Linked DNA regions of Rattus norvegicus: region 1 is linked to region 2. A link is a contact called in public Hi-C data. All regions are on one chromosome and are shown on one strand. Each heading gives the region's core, a stretch centred on a gene start, on an enhancer-like site or on the middle of the called end of the contact. The rest is flanking DNA. Distances are from core to core; before and after follow the strand shown. Region 1 holds the start of Arid2 (AT-rich interaction domain 2). Region 2 overlaps Ano6 (anoctamin 6).

Region 1 (3,341 bases), core at 571-3,070, 360 kb after region 2:
GAACCCGCACAGCCCAGGCCGGCCCGCCCGCCGCGCTCGCCACTGCCCTTGAGGCGGCGGGGGGGAAGGGGCGGCTGGCTCAGCCCGGCCCTCCCCGCTCGCCCGCGCGCCTCGCCTCAGGCCCGGCCGGCCGGCTTCTCCTCCTCCACGGCCAGGGTCTCCGCCCCTCACAGGCTTGCGAGGCACTCACTGGTCCTCGGGTGTCAGGAATTTCCTAGCCACACCTTATCCCGACCCCGTGGAAGACATAAACTTTACTTGGGAAATAAATCCGTTTCCTAGAGTGAGCACCGGAAGCACGCTCCGCTGTATTACATAATTCTTTTTTTCCCTCCCCTCCCCGTCACCCGATAGGTGCTCCCATCGGAAAAGACTACCTGAAATAACCCATCCTGACTCTTACTATCCTGTGACCTTGGGCTAGTGACTTTGCCACCAGTGGCTGTCTCTAAAATGGGAATCCTAATACACCAAAGGGGAAGCATGATGCTCAACCTTTGTAAACCGGGGAGGGTTCCAACACCCGGTCGATACAAATTTAAGTGGTGCTTTTATTCTAGAATAAAAATTTTTATTTCCCTATTTACACATTTAAAAAAAAAGAATCAACACAGAAAACTGAAGGGGTGAAAACATTTTGCCCTCTTTCAGATACGAGTGCAAAAAAAAAAAAAAACCCTCCATAAGCAATGTTATTCTCAAAGTTGGGAGGTTATTTCCCCAACAGGCGCGATGACCGTTTGCATACCTCCTGTTGGGTGCACCAAACCGACCAAAAACGGGAGGACGACTTAAAAGCCTTACTCTATCTCCACTAAAGTAGGGCAGGCAGTTCCCAGCCTATTTGATCCCACAGTTTGTCAAAGTGAGTTTACGGCCCCATCATGGACCATGTGCTCATCGGGCTTCCTTCAAGCATGAAGCCCAGAGGCCGACGCCTCCTGCTAGAAACGTCTCCAGAGGGGGCGAGCGGACTTCTCCGCGACCGCCCGGGCTGCGCCGCCGTGCGAGCCTCCGTGTGGCGGGAGGCCCGGCGGGCGTCCGCCGGGGGACGCGAACATCGCCTCCACCCCTAACCCCGGAACAACCGGTAGTGGCCGTTTCCCCGCGCCGCCCCCCTTTCCGCCCGCTTTGTGTGCGTGTGAAATGTGCTGCACATTGCAGATGAACCCTAAGCCGGGCGAGCCGAGTCTATTGTTCCCCGCGAGGAGCCGCCGCGACCGTGTGGAGCCAGGCGCAGTGCCGCGGCCGGCCCTCGGGGGGCGCTGTGCGGCGCTGGCGGCCCGGCCGTGGCGGCGGCTGAGAAGCAAGGCTGGCGGGCAGGCAGGCCGGCGGGCGGGCGGCGCGCAGCGGCTCGGCTGCCGCCGGAGCCTGTGCCCGGGGACTCCCGGGCCGCCGCCGCCGCCGCCGCGCGTGAATGTGTGCGAGGGCCCCGCGGAGCCGCGGCCCGGATCCACGCTGTCACCCCGCTCTCCACAAGCCACCACACAGACCTCCCCCTCCCCACGCGGCCCCGCCTGCCCCGGCCCCGCCGCGCCGCCGCCGCCGCCGCCGCCGAAACTCCCAGGCCTGCGGCCGCCCGGGCCCCTCGCCTCCGCTCGCCCGGCCCCCGGCCGGCTCGTGCGCCCCCGGCCGCAGCACCATGTTGAATCGCGTCCCCGGGCCGAGCCGCCAGGGCCGGCGGCGCTGAGAGGCGGCCAGAGCCGGGCCGCGGGAGGCGGCGAGGCAGGGTGGGGGCCGCGTTCGCCCCGCGGCTCCGCGCCCGGCCGCCCGTCGCCTGCCCCTCTAGTTTCGCTCCCGTTTCTTTAAACTTTTTTAGAAATTCCCCTCCCTCCGGCCCTGCGCTCCCCCTGGCCTCCCGCTCCCTCCTTCCCCTCCTCCTCGCCTCCTCCCCCTCCCTCCTCCCTCCCTGCGCCGCCGCCGCCGCCGCCGCCGCCGCCGCCGCCACCGCCGGCCCATGACTGAGCCCCGCCACCGCCGGCCGAGGAATGGGCTCCGGGCGCTGGTAGGGAGCGCGGGGAGCGGGGGCCGCGTTTGAACCGCGATCTGGGTTTTCGGGAGACCTCCTTTGGCAAAATAATGGCAAACTCGACGGGGAAGGCGCCTCCGGACGAGCGGAGGAAGGGACTGGCTTTCCTGGACGAGCTGCGGCAGTTCCACCACAGCAGAGGGTGAGAGCAGGACCGGGGGGGCAGCACCGGGGCGAGCCGGGGCGAACGGGGCCCGCGGCGGGCGCGGGGTCCCGGTGACAAGTGCGGGGCTTTCTGTCGCCCGCAGGTCGCCGTTTAAGAAGATCCCTGCGGTGGGTGGGAAGGAGCTGGATCTTCACGGGCTCTACACCAGAGTCACTACTTTAGGCGGATTCGCGAAGGTGAGTGGAAGTTTTAATTTGTATTTCCCTCTCGCTGGCCTGCTCGGAAAAGTCTGCTCCGGCCCGGGAGCCGGCGCCCGGGGCCGGGGGGGCGGTCGGCCGGGCACACGGCGTTCTCGGCGCTCGCAGCCGGTGGCACGGAGGCGGCCGGCGGCGGGGCTGTTTTCGGCCTGGTGGCTCGCGTGCGCGCGGCGGGCGCGGGGCTGGGCGGGCGGTGCGGCCCGGCGGCGGGGAGCGCCCTGCCCGGTGTCCGGCCGGCCCCGCGGGGTCTGAGCGGCGCGGCGGGGAGCGCGGGCGAGCAGAGTGCTCGCCCGCCCGCCGAGCCCCGCGCCCGCCCGCCCCGCGCCCGCCCGCGAGTCAGCGCCGCCGCCGCCGCCGCCGCCGCTGCCGCTCTAGCACAGGCGGAGACACAGAGACACACAGACTCTGAGCAGTTTTCGTGCAACTCAAAATTAGCGCGGGCAGGTTTAACATCGATAATCGGCTGCGAAATGATCCCGGCGGCCGGGGGCACAGCCTCGGCCCGCTCGCCCTGGCTTTCTACAGCTAACAAAAGAAAGCAGGACCTGTCTGCAAATAGCCATCTTAGGCTTCAAGGCTAGGCAGAAGCTGTAGGCCTCAAAGAAGGGCCTATGGAGATGGATAGATCTGGGAGAGGGATCGGAGTCGGCCCCGGCCCCGGCCCCCCCAGAGCCCGCGGACGTCGCTGTCCGGAGCAGTATTGATCCTTTTGAACTTTTTTTTTCTTTAGTGTAAACGGACCGCGTTGAGGTTTAAAAGGGGGCGACAGAGGGACTTGCGATTGGTTATTGTCCGGGCTTCAAAAACAAAACAAACCCACCAACCCCCCCAAAAACAAAACAAGTGCTGCTAAATACAGGGTTTTCTGGTGAAAACACAGTGATTCAAGCAGCCCTGGCTTGGTAACTCTTGTGGCTCGACCCCAGACACCCACTGATCCTTAGGTACC
Region 2 (3,104 bases), core at 149-2,648:
TGTCATTAACACCTGTGCCTCAATGTTGGGGAGGGAGGAACAGGAGGATCCCTAGAGCTCACTGGGCAGCTCTGGGCTCAATGATAGACCAGGCCTCAAAGACGCTAGACGAAGATTGAGGAAGACACGAGATGTCAGCCCTGGACTTTGCATGCTCCTGTGCACTTGAGTGTGCACGCAGGCACATGCAGTAGTTATAGAAGCCCTTCCTCTTCACATCTAACAGAAATCCCACCTACTGTAGTTTATGTCTCTTAGGTTATCACTGATGGCTAAGTAAACAGACCTTTGAGAAAGGGCCCTTGTTAGCACTGTGAACTACGCATTGCCACAGACTTGCATAGCATCCGTCCCCATGCATCTAGAAGTCATTAACAGTAGTGTGTTACATGCCTAACATATGCCAGTCTCTGTACTAAGGGCTATGTGTTTCCGTGTGTATGTGTGTATATGGCGGTTACATAGTTATATAGCTTAATTTAACAAATCTTAATCTCCCTTTTGCTAATGGAGATCTGAGGCTTGAAGGGGTGAAATGACTTACCCAGATCACACTGGCAGTGAGGGGTTACAGTGGGATGCCATGACCTCAGACTTAGTGTTGTCAAGAACAGACATCTCCTATGATCCCCGAGATATTAGAAATAATCACCATGGGAGTTTTTGAATAGTTTTCCCAAAACACTGAGAAGTGGCAGGGCACAGTGACTGCCTGATAAGCAAGGCCCTACTGTGGGTTTGTCCACAGTCCAGCACCACTTGTATTTTGTGCAAACAGGACACTTGATATAATAGTTTTCCATTGCAACTTAACAAATTGTTACAAGCTTAGTAGGTTAAAGTAGGGTTCTGTGTCTTCTGGTACTAGAAGTCAGAGGTCTGACATGGGTCTGACTGAGTTAACTTCAAGATGTTAGCTAGCCAAGGCCTTTCCAGAAGTTCTCAGCGGAATCTTCTTTGGCCTTTTCAGGCTTTGAGGACCCGGACCCTTGCCCCGTTTTGTGATCCTCAGCCCCCACTACATTATCCAGAATGGCCTCCTGTACTGTAGTCGATGAGTTCATGGGACCTGATGCTCTTCTGATCTTCTGGAGGCAGGGAACCTCCTTGAGAGGCTGTTCTGACCACACACTTCCTTTTCCAAAGTAGTTTCTGGCTTCCATTTTTTGCTTTCATGAGACTTCTGGTCACCCTTATACTTTGCCTCCTCTGTGATCTCCTTTCTGTTCCAGGACAGCACCAACAGAGCGCCCCCTCTCCTTAACGTCCTCCAGCATGGAGGTCAACTTAGGAAGGATTTTAATTTCAAGATGTAAATTCTTTGCAGCGCCTTTCATCCCGCTGTGCAGTGGGGTGCACATGCCTAGAACTCATCACCGCGTGCAGGCCGACGCCCCCGTGCATTCTTCCCTGCATTCCATCCCCACATTCAACAACTCCCACCTCTTTTTCTGCCCTGAGTCTCTGCCTCCCTCATAGCCAGGTTTCTGTTCACCCCCTCCGAGACCCCGACTGGGTTTCAGTGCATCCACACTCTTCACTGGGGCTTTATCCCCGCCCCCCCTCCAGTGTGACCAGTCAAGGCCCTTCTCAAAGCAAAGACAGCACTCCCCTCCCAGGAAGGGGCTCCATCCTTAGCTGCGAGATAACTTTAATCCTGCTGCACAGAAAACAACCCTTCCTTTCATCGAGTCCATATTTGTGCTTTTCCAGATAAGTGAAAGTAGGTCATGCGCAAATCATGCTGTTTCAATATGAAAATGCGTTTTTTTTTTTTTAAAGGAAAAAACTTAACTCGTTCTCAGGCTACTAAAGCAGCATATTTCCGAGCCAAGCAGGCTGTTTAACACTAAATTTTTTGATAAGCCACTGCTTGGCAGTGAGCTGTTTCCTGAGCTTTCAAAGTTAGTGGGTAAGGGCGTATTTCCCAGATTAATTATGAGCAATCGATAGGTGACTACAGCACCCATGGCCTGTCCCTATTTTGACTTCAGGTAAACTTACTGTTAACAATCGCAGAGATTTCGATTCTGGCTAGAGATACTGATGTATGTTTTTAATTCTCTTCCACTGGCTGGAAACCCGAGACAGCCGAGTGTCCGTCAGGGCAGCCTCCCTGGGGCTGCTGCTCTGCACGGGCCAGTTCCCTGCTTCCACACAGAATCAGGTAGAGCTTCCCAGACCCTTGCTCCACTAAAGAGTGTCAGAGCAAACAACCATCTCGGCTGCGTTCCTGAGGGCGCTATGCCAGTGGAGCACAGTGAAGGATGTTTGACCAGAATTTCTCAGACTTGGCCGTTTCAGGCCCACCCACACCCTTCAGTCAACATGACTTCCTAGACTAAGCCGAGCCTACAGCTAGACTGGTCCCCGCTACAGAGCAGGCGCTGGGCATGAGCCCCACCTCCCACCCTCCCCACCCCCCACCCTCCCCCACCCCCGAGCAAGTGCTGCATTGGCCTCATATGCAAATCATCAATAAATTAGATGGTGTTTTTCTGGAGCCAGAGAATGTCAGCCCGCTGGTCCTCCCAGCACTGATGTTTGAGACAGTCTAGGGATTTTTTTTCTTCCCCAAAGATGATGTTAACATTAAATAATGAAAACCCTAAAAGACCTAGAACATTAGTGTCCTTGGGTGTTCAGCCAGGGGGCAGCGGTCACATTTCTTTCCCTCTATGTATCTCTTATCTTTTCAAAATAATGATGCATTTATATAACAAGAGAAGATACTGTAGTAGAGAAAACCTCCTCAGGAGGGGCTGCCACAAGGCCTCAAGTAGCCACCACTGATATCCTTCAGAAGAACATTGAATTCAGGATGTGGTGGGTGCCCCTGGGTGGGGTGTACTAAAAGGAAATGACGCCTGGCTCTAGTTTGATAAAAGGCCAAGAGAAAATGAGATACAAAGTTTTATTACGCGGTTTGTTAATATTATGGTAATTTGTACGGGAGTTACTTTGTAACCTCTGCTTCTAGTCTTGACTAGGGAGGGAAAGGATCTGGTGCTTTTTTTTTTTTCTTTTTAAAGTTCTGTGATGCAATTCCCATGTGTAGTCAAGGTTGAGATCTGTTGGCCAGGATTCCAGCCCAGTTTGTTGTT

The links. Hi-C and Micro-C count contacts between places; a contact is called where the count stands out from the background.
Region 1: a contact with region 2 is called in a Hi-C map of Schwann cells, with 5 times the contacts expected there. The contact joins the promoter of Arid2 here to the enhancer-like site in region 2. A contact is called at or near these places in 2 of 12 Hi-C or Micro-C datasets (Schwann cells and mammary epithelial cells).

What each region holds. Positions count from the first base shown.
Region 1 is chr7:129,324,551-129,327,891 of GRCr8, forward strand. Arid2 (AT-rich interaction domain 2) reads left to right here and starts at 1,821. Exons shown (of 21, transcript XM_345867.10): 1 at 1,821-2,171; 2 at 2,278-2,371. The coding sequence starts at 2,080.
Region 2 is chr7:128,968,578-128,971,681 of GRCr8, forward strand. All of the region lies in intron 15 of Ano6 (anoctamin 6), which reads left to right. Among named protein-coding and RNA genes, the nearest start is that of Ano6, 160 kb to the left of the region's middle. Within about 2 kb of position 1,399, at least 11 of the 93 cell types and tissues checked have an H3K27ac peak or open chromatin away from gene starts, as enhancers often do. A contact at or near this core is called in Schwann cells, where this site is marked.